3 separate regions of the Sus scrofa genome follow, and all the other regions are linked to region 3. The links are chromatin contacts, called in public HiChIP or PLAC-seq maps. All regions are on one chromosome and are shown on one strand. The core of a region is the stretch at or near the end of the contact, and the rest is flanking DNA. Distances in the headings are between cores, read along the strand shown.

Region 1 (2,700 bases), core at 36-2,535, 150 kb after region 3:
AAAGAGAAAAACAGCAAGAGAGACTAGAGAGGTAGCCTTGTTAGATGAGTTAATAAAATGAGGAGTTCCCATCGTGGTGCATTGGAAACGAATCTGACGAGGAACCATGAAGTTGCGGGGTACATCCCTGGCCTTGCTCAGTGGGTTAAAGATCCAGCGTTCCCGTGAGCTGTGGTGTAGGTTGCAGACAAGGCTCAGATCCCACATTGCTGTGGCTGTGGTGTAGGCCGGGGGCAACAGCTCTGGTTAGACCCCTAGGCTGGGAACCTCTGTATGCTATGGATGCGGCCCTAGAAAGACTGAAAAAAAAAAAATGTTGATGATGTAGCCCACCCAAAGGAACTCTAGGTGAAAGGATTTTCCCTGAAAAGAGAGCAATTCTCTATTTCACACAGGTGTGGGTCATGTGAGGTTGAAGACCTAGGCTAGTAAACTTAAAAGCTGAGCCGACACAAGCCTGGGAGGCTCTGCTGCGAAAAGCAAAAGAAAAGTGAAGGCACCGGCTAAGAAGAAGCCATAGGAGGCAGCCTCGAACTATAGCATCGCTCAAGTCTCCCTTCCTCACTAGCAGCAGTAGTGTCCTCCAGTGCTCCGTCACCACAGGCATCCTGGGGGAAATACCAATAGGTAAAGCCACGACCACGTCACTGTCGCTCCCCCTTCATGACGGTGACACGTGCATCCACCTTTGAGCTCAGGGGCGGATGCCATCCCAAATTATAGATGAAAGACTGAGTAAGCCCTGCTCAGAACCACAGCAGAGGGCAAACACAGGGCAGGGGGGCCTGAGGGGTCTCTTTGGGGGCATGCAAACGTTCTGAAATTGGGTTATTATGACAGTTGCACAACCTTGAGTCAGCTAGGGCTCACTGTACACTTACAACGGGGGGATTTTGCAAGAGAGAAAGCCAACCCGCATGCAACACTTAAAAATAACACCAGGAAAAAATTACAGACAAAAACCACTGGCAGCTGCCCCCTCCAAATCGCTTTTTCTCGTCCTTATAAAGAGGGGGGGGGCTCAGCGTTAGGACCTCAAAACACCTTCCAGAAGTCTCCCGCCAGCCACTAAAATGAGCAACGTTCCGTGGTAGAAACTCAACCAGTAATTGCGACGGACGCCAGAGGCGGGACAGAGAAGCAGACAGGAGAGCTGTACTCACCCCCCCGGAGACTGGGATGGCGTGCGCTTGTGAGGCCCGCGTGCGCACGAACCCTCCAATAAGACGACGTCTTCTGCCAGCCCGGGCTCTGTGATTGGTCTTTGGCGTGGACCTTGGTGGGGGCAGGACTTCCGGCCCAGGAGGAAATGGGCGGGCCTCAATCTTCAAAACGAGGCTCACATGGAACCGGCCCGGGCCCCATCCCTGAGGATCCCAATTGAACTGGTCTGGGGAGTGCTGGAGGGAGCCAGGAACCTGCCAGCGCTCCCCAGGTGATTCAGATATGCAGCCTCGCAGCCACACCGGCCAGGTCAGGTTCTTCAGCCTAGGAACCACCAGCATGTTGAGATGGACGGTGCTTTGTTGGGAGGGTGGGGCTAGGGGTGGGGCTTTCCTGTGCCTCCTAGGTTGTTCAGCAACACGCCTGGTCTCTATCCACTAGAGGCCAGTTGTACCATCCTGTTCTGACCACCAAACACGTCTCCAAACGTCGTCAAAGGTCCCCCAGGGGACAAAAAACCATCCGACCTTGAGAACCACCGACATAGTTGCAATTAGCTGCCTCCCTAATCATCCCAGTTATATTCAGCATCCATAGGCTATCTTAAATGAAACGTGTATATCACAACAGTTAAGCTCATTTGTTCCAGAGGTGATGGTATTCATTTACAGCGACATTTAAATGTGTATTTTTTCACTGATTTTTTTTTTTTTGTCTTTTTGTCTTTGTTGTTGTTGTTGTTGTTGTTATTGTTGCTATTTCTTGGGCCGCTCCCGCGGCATATGGAGGTTCCCAGGCTAGGGGTTGAATCGGAGCTGTAGCCATCGGCCTACGCCAGAGCCACAGCAACGCGGGATCCGAGCCGCGTCTGCAACCTACACCACAGCTCACGGCAACGCCGGATCGCTAACCCACTGAGCAAGGGCAGGGATCGAACCTGCAACCTCATGGTTCCTAGTCGGATCCGTTAACCACTGTGCCACGACGGGAACTCCTGATTTTTTTTTGTTGTTGTTAATTTGCACATATATTCATTTTAACACATTTTTGCCTATTGGAGAGCCAATGTTTTTTGAGGTAAAATAATTGAAAACTTGAAGACACTCTGGACTAGGAAATAGCCTATGGTTAGATAAGAGGGATGAAAGAATTCAGCAAATTGTTTGTGGTTTCTCTGGGTGGTTATGTTATCTTACAGGGCAAGAGGGATTTTGCAGAAGTAATTAAGTTTACTGATGAGTTGATGTCAAGATAGGGAGAGTGTCCTGGCTTATCTGGAGGGTCCAGCATAATTATATGACTGCTTCAAAGAGAAAGAAGCCAGAGGGATGGGTTAGCAGAGGAAATGAGGGATATGAACCCTCAGAGGGATTTAATGCATCGCCCCTGGTGATGAGGGTAGAGAGTAGGTGGGCACACATGCCAATTCTAAGAAGGAAGAGAATTCTGCAAACAACCTAGAGGATCCTGGAAGTGGATGCTTCGCGAGTCTTAAGAAGAGAGTCCAAACTGGATGACACCACAGTCAGAGTACTT
Region 2 (2,700 bases), core at 49-2,548, 170 kb after region 3:
ATAAATTAATTTAATTAAATAGGAGTTTCCATTGTGGCTCAGCAGTAATAAACCTGACGTGTATCCATGAGGATGCAGGTTCGATCCCTGGCCACGCTCAGTGGGTTAAGGATCTGGCATTGCCATGAGCTGACACAGCTCAGATATTGCTGTGGCTGTGGTACTGGCCGGCGGCTATAGCTCCAATTCAAACCCTAGGTACCTCCATATGCTGTGGAATGTGACCCTAAAAAGACCAATAAATAAGTAAATAAATAAATAAAATGTATAAATCATTCTAGTCTTTGGGCATACAAAAACAGACAGTGGATTTAAGAACTCATAACCCAGTCTTGCAGGCTGTGCTCCAAAAAACTGAAACCAAAACAGCTTGAGAATAAGGAAATGCTTAGGATTATGCCTGGAAAGCCAGGAGTTCCCTGGTAGCCTAGTGGTTAAGGATCTGGCCTTGTCACTGCTGTGACACAGGTTCCACCCCTGGCTCAGACACAGCCAAAAAAAAAAAAAAATGGAATGCAGCATTACGTAGCCAGGGCCAGGGTTTCCGCTACAGCATGAGGAGGTCTGCGGTGTCTCTGCAGTGCCAGGATGCAAGTTCGATCCCGGGCTGGGCAGAGTGGCTTAGAGATCCCTACGTTGCCACCAGGGCGGCATAGGTCGAAACCGCAGGCCAGCCCCAGAACTCCATGTGCCGTGGGGCCGCCAAAAACGGAAAGAAAAAAAGAAAGGGACAGGCGTGAATTCACTCGAGGGTTCAGAGCCGAACTCCAAGTGGAAATGACAGCCTGTTTTGCTCCTGAGGCTCTTGTACCCCTTGTTTTTTGCAGAAAGATTTAAATGTTGATGTGGGAGTGCAGACGAGAAATAGGCATCAGGGACTTCCCGTTGTGGCTCAGTGGTTAACGAATCCGACTAAGAACCAGGAGGTGGCGGGTTCCATCCCTGGCCTCGCTCAGTGGGTTAAGGATCCGGCATTTCTGTGAGCTGTGGTTTTGGTCACAGACGCAGCTCAGATCCTGTGTTGCTGTGGCTCTGGCCTAGGCCGGCAGCTACAGCTCCGACTGGACCCCTAGCCTGGGAACCTCCATATGACGTGGGTGCAGCCCTAAAATGACAAAAAAATAAATAAATAAAAAGGAAAATAGGAATCAGGCTAGACCGCTTGTAGTTTAAGTTCACAGGTTTCGCATCTTCATGAGGAAGCCCCACCCAGGGGAAGTGGAGGAAGAGGATGTAGGCTGGCCTTGCTCCGGTGGGGAGAGCAGGGTTTCATTCCCACACTTCCTGGAGGGCCAGGTCACTTCCGGAGAAGCCTGCTCAGCATCACGGAGCCCAGCAGGACGGCCTGGACCCAGGATCATGTCCCTGCTTCTGCCCATGCTGCTCTTCCTCGGTGAGTCCAGGAGAGAGGCTGGGGCACAAGCAGACGGCTATGGGGGGCAGGTCTGGCGGTGCCTTAAGAGGGGCTATTCTCACCTGGGTTTCCTTCCAGGGTTTTATCCAGGCCAGAACACGCAGGAACAGAACGGTGAGTCGTCCTTGTCATACGCCCAAGGAACCAGGCACGTTCAGCTCAGACAGCAGCTCCCAGGGAGGCTGGGAAGCGGGGACTGGGCATTCACTCTGGGGGCTGCACAGGGGGCCGAAGTGGAGGCTGGTGTGAGAAACAGACACACCTGTGACTCCCTTACCTGTCCCCTTGCTTCTAGGAAATCTCTCTCCACCGCTTATCACAGCTCTGCCTGGATCCTTGGTTCCACCAAAACAGCCTGTGACCATCCTGTGCCGAGGGCCCAAACAAGCTGAAGCGTACAGGATAACCAGAGTGGGAAGTCCTGAGCCCCAGGAAAGAGAGGCCAACACGGTGGCTTTCCCAGAGCTAAGCCCAGACCTTGTGGGCCCGTACCACTGCTCCTACAAGATTGGAGAGGACTGGTCCCCGCTCAGCAACCTCCTGTATCTGGTGATGACAGGTGAGTGAGACACAGAGGCTGAGCCAGGACCGACTCCCCTGCAGAGGGAAGAACCAGGCTTTGGAGAAGCGAAGCACAGAGGACCAAACCTGTGTCCTCAGCGAGGATTCGGGGATGACGCTGAGCTAGGTCTCCTTGGGGCAGCACGAGGAGGGGAGGGAAACCAGAGCCTGTCTGTTCTCAGGGGGGGAAAGGGACAGTGCCTACGTGCCCCCCCCCCCAAATCACCAAACTTCCTTTTTTCTCAGAAGCTTATGAGAAACCCTCTCTCTCGAGCATGACTGGCACTGTGGTGGCTTCGGGGGAGAATGTGAAATTGCAGTGTTTCTCCAAAGTAAACTTTGAAGCATTTATTCTCATCAAAAACAATGGAAGTCACACCTTCCAGGAACAAAGCTCCACCCCCCAGGGCAGAGGAGCCCAGGCCATCTTCCTCTTGAGTCAAGTCTCCTCTGCACAGGCAGGGACCTACAGATGCTGTGGTGTCTTCAACCAAGGCCCCTTCCTGTGGTCTCAGCCCAGCAACCAAGTGCAGCTTCAGGTCAAAGGTGAGGACGCCAGCCCATTCATCCCATGTCCCCTTCTGGAAGCTGTCACCATCCAGTTTAAGCAGCACTTGGGAAAGGAAGATAGCAGATGGGAAGGTGGTATCAGACGCGAAGCGGTGAGGCCTGCGCCCCCTCACCCACCATCAGGGAAGGGTCCTAAAGTCACTGGGAACCTGGGA
Region 3 (2,700 bases), core at 170-2,669:
AGAGGTCAATAGAAAACAGTGGCATAAACAGCTGTGGGAGAAGAGCTGAAGCCTGACGTGGGGGCTTAACATGGGGGACGTGAGGGCAAGCAGGTAGGACAAGACCAAGTCCCTTATATGCATGCATTTCTCCCCTGCCAACACTTTCACCTTTGTCCCATAATGATAATTTGGGGGAGTAGAGAATTCCTCACTTACCCTTAATTCCTTGATGGCGCTTTGTACTGTCCCCTTATCTCTTGGCATTTTCTTTCTTCAATTTCCTTTACTTTGTGGTGAAACATCAAGACACACATTTCACATACATAGTCACACATCCTCGCATTTGTATGTTCCGTCTACGTCTCTGTAAAAGACCCAAGAATTTGCCTCTCACACTGCTGCAGACATTGTCCTCCCTGACTTCCTTCAGAAAGTCACAGCATCCACAGTACTTCCTCCTTCTCCTCCCCACGTACCCAGATTTTCTAATTCCGGTCTCTCTGTACTGTGTCCTACAGAATTCCCTCAACATTGTGTTCCAAGTTCATAATTGGCTCTTTGGCTATAACTTCTTGATGAAAAGGATATTTTGAGTGTATTGATGAAAGTATTATTCTTTTGCCCCTGGAAGTTATTTCCCTAGTTCATTGCTAAAATTCTGTATACCTCTAGAATATGATCCCTTTTGCTGTTACAAGAATTTATGTTCCTTCTTTAATTTTTCAGATGTATAAACACACCTCAATTAAAATGTTCCATATATTCCTAGTATCCTTTTTCTCCGGATGTGAGAAGACGAACTACTAACTCCGTAGTGACTCCTCACAGCTTATCATTAGGATTTCTCTCCGGTGTTCATTTCTATTGCATGCTCAGCTCCCAGATACCTGACTTTCCATAGTTTCTCCCAGGTCTGTCCTGACATTCAGAGCCGAGATGGGTAGATTCTTACAGCTGCCCTGCCTCCTGGCATCCACTTTCCCCACCTCAGCATCCAACTAGGAATGTGCCCAGCAGGCATGGCCCCCAGGTGAGTCTCACACTCACACGTAAGACAGACACCTGCGTAAGACTGTCATACATTAAATCTTTTCCAAAACACACAGGGGATGTGGCTGAGGGCTGACCTTGGGGCTGGGTCAGTGAGCAGAGATACCCCAGTGCCCGTTCACAGTTATGGGAAAGGGGCAACACCACTTCCCGCTTGGACCTGGCGCCCTCACCCCTCCCTGCCTGTGAGGACCTGGGGTCCCTGTCCTGTCCACGGGGAGCTGGAAACTGCCGCTTAAATAACCCCCTTGTTATATTCAGGCTCTGGGGGTCGCTAAGACTTGGCAGCTTCTTCCTCTTCTTTTTTGGCTGTGGTTCCCTCTCTGTTTTGGGAGGTTTCATTTCTCCCTTCCTACAGTAGACTGTGCCTATGTGTTTCTTAGAAAACATAAGCAGCACTGCTTGGTGTGAGGAGCAGATGAGAGCACGTCAATCATCCGCGGGGACTCTGAGGTCTGACACCTGGATCCTGTCATCTCCTCCCCTGCCCAGGCCTCTTCACCAGGTCTGCAAATTCGCCAACACTGGGTCCCTTCATGTCCTGGCACCACTGAGCTCACAACGTCTCTGAGGAGTGGGGTTCAGACCACAAGGTGCAGACGAGCAAACAGAGGCTGAGAGACGGGACGTCACTGCTCAAGGTGCACGGGCAGAGCATGACCAGGAATATTTAAATAATACCAGCTCTGTCCCTCGAGTCAGAGCACTAACCCACTCTCTGTCCCACAATTCTGAAGACAGAACCAGAGCCGGAGGAGGAGACTCTGCTCAAGTGATCGAGGAGACCAAGGAGGAAGGAAGAATTGGGGGCTTGTTCCCAGGAAGGTGTGGTGGAGGCTGTTGCAAGAAAAAAGAGAAGTCGTGGGAGGGGCTGTAACGGAGAGAAACCCCACACTATGGGCTGGGGGAGGACTCCTGTTTCCTTCCTTTGTGTCTTGTATTTCTCCTCTGCTCTCATGGCCATGTTGACCTGCACTTAGATGCTAGATGTGTGTCTCTAATGACCTGAATTCTGCAGGGCATTTATCTGAAGCATCTCCAGGACTGGTGACCCCTGTCCACACGGAGGAGCCACAGGGATGTGCTGATGGATGGGCAGAGGAGGAAGGAGACACAAGGGGAGGCTCTGAGAGGAAGGACACACCCTGGTCACCTGTACCTGGAAGGGGCACCAGGTTTGTCATGGACACAAGTGCCAGGCTCTCAGGAAGAGGCAGTTCCCCTTCCTGTGGGGCTTCGGACGTGACAGCCCCATGACAAGGAGGACCAGCCTCCAAGGGGCCACACCCTGCAGTCTGTGTGTCCTGAGGGCGCCGGGCTCTCCTCCAGCTGCACAGCCTGGACCACGGGGAGGAGACGCCATGACCCCCACACTCCCAGCCCTGCTCTGCCTCGGTGAGATGCAGGGCGAGGGGAAGCCCTGCTCCGGGAGGGACCCGGAGGGACCCGCCCCCTCCCCACACCAGCCTGTGCTCTCGGGACACCCAGCACCCAGGGGGCGCCCGGGCACGAGAGGTTCTGCTCAGAGTCCAGGGCGAGTCCTCACGGGTACTCTCTTCCAGGGCTGAGTGTGGGCCTGGGGACCCAGGTGCAGGCAGGTGAGTCACTGCCCAGGGGTCCCAGCGCCTCCTCTCCTCCGAGGGGACAAGGGGCCACCCCCAGGCACTG

Evidence for each region. HiChIP or PLAC-seq counts read pairs in DNA pulled down with a chosen protein or histone mark.
Region 1: a contact with region 3 is called in an H3K27ac HiChIP or PLAC-seq map of alveolar macrophages. The contact joins the promoter of NLRP7 here to the promoter of LOC100517285 in region 3.
Region 2: an H3K27ac HiChIP or PLAC-seq map of alveolar macrophages shows a contact between it and region 3. The contact joins the promoter of LOC100511639 here to the promoter of LOC100517285 in region 3. A contact is called at or near these places in 1 of 47 Hi-C or Micro-C datasets (liver) and 1 of 2 datasets of contacts at active chromatin or transcription factors (alveolar macrophages).

Annotation. Positions count from the first base shown.
Region 1 is chr6:59,149,631-59,152,330 of Sscrofa11.1, forward strand. It overlaps NLRP7 (NACHT, LRR and PYD domains-containing protein 7), which reads right to left and starts at 1,286. Exons shown (of 8, transcript XM_021094979.1): 1 at 1,164-1,286.
Region 2 is chr6:59,166,583-59,169,282 of Sscrofa11.1, forward strand. LOC100511639 (leukocyte immunoglobulin-like receptor subfamily B member 3-like) reads left to right here and starts at 1,299. Exons shown (of 8, transcript NM_001243872.1): 1 at 1,299-1,393; 2 at 1,493-1,528; 3 at 1,710-1,973; 4 at 2,222-2,521. The coding sequence starts at 1,360.
Region 3 is chr6:58,995,030-58,997,729 of Sscrofa11.1, forward strand. LOC100517285 (leukocyte immunoglobulin-like receptor subfamily A member 5) reads left to right here and starts at 1,420. Exons shown (of 7, transcript XM_013988698.2): 1 at 1,420-1,673; 2 at 1,770-1,857; 3 at 2,051-2,427; 4 at 2,595-2,630. The coding sequence starts at 2,286.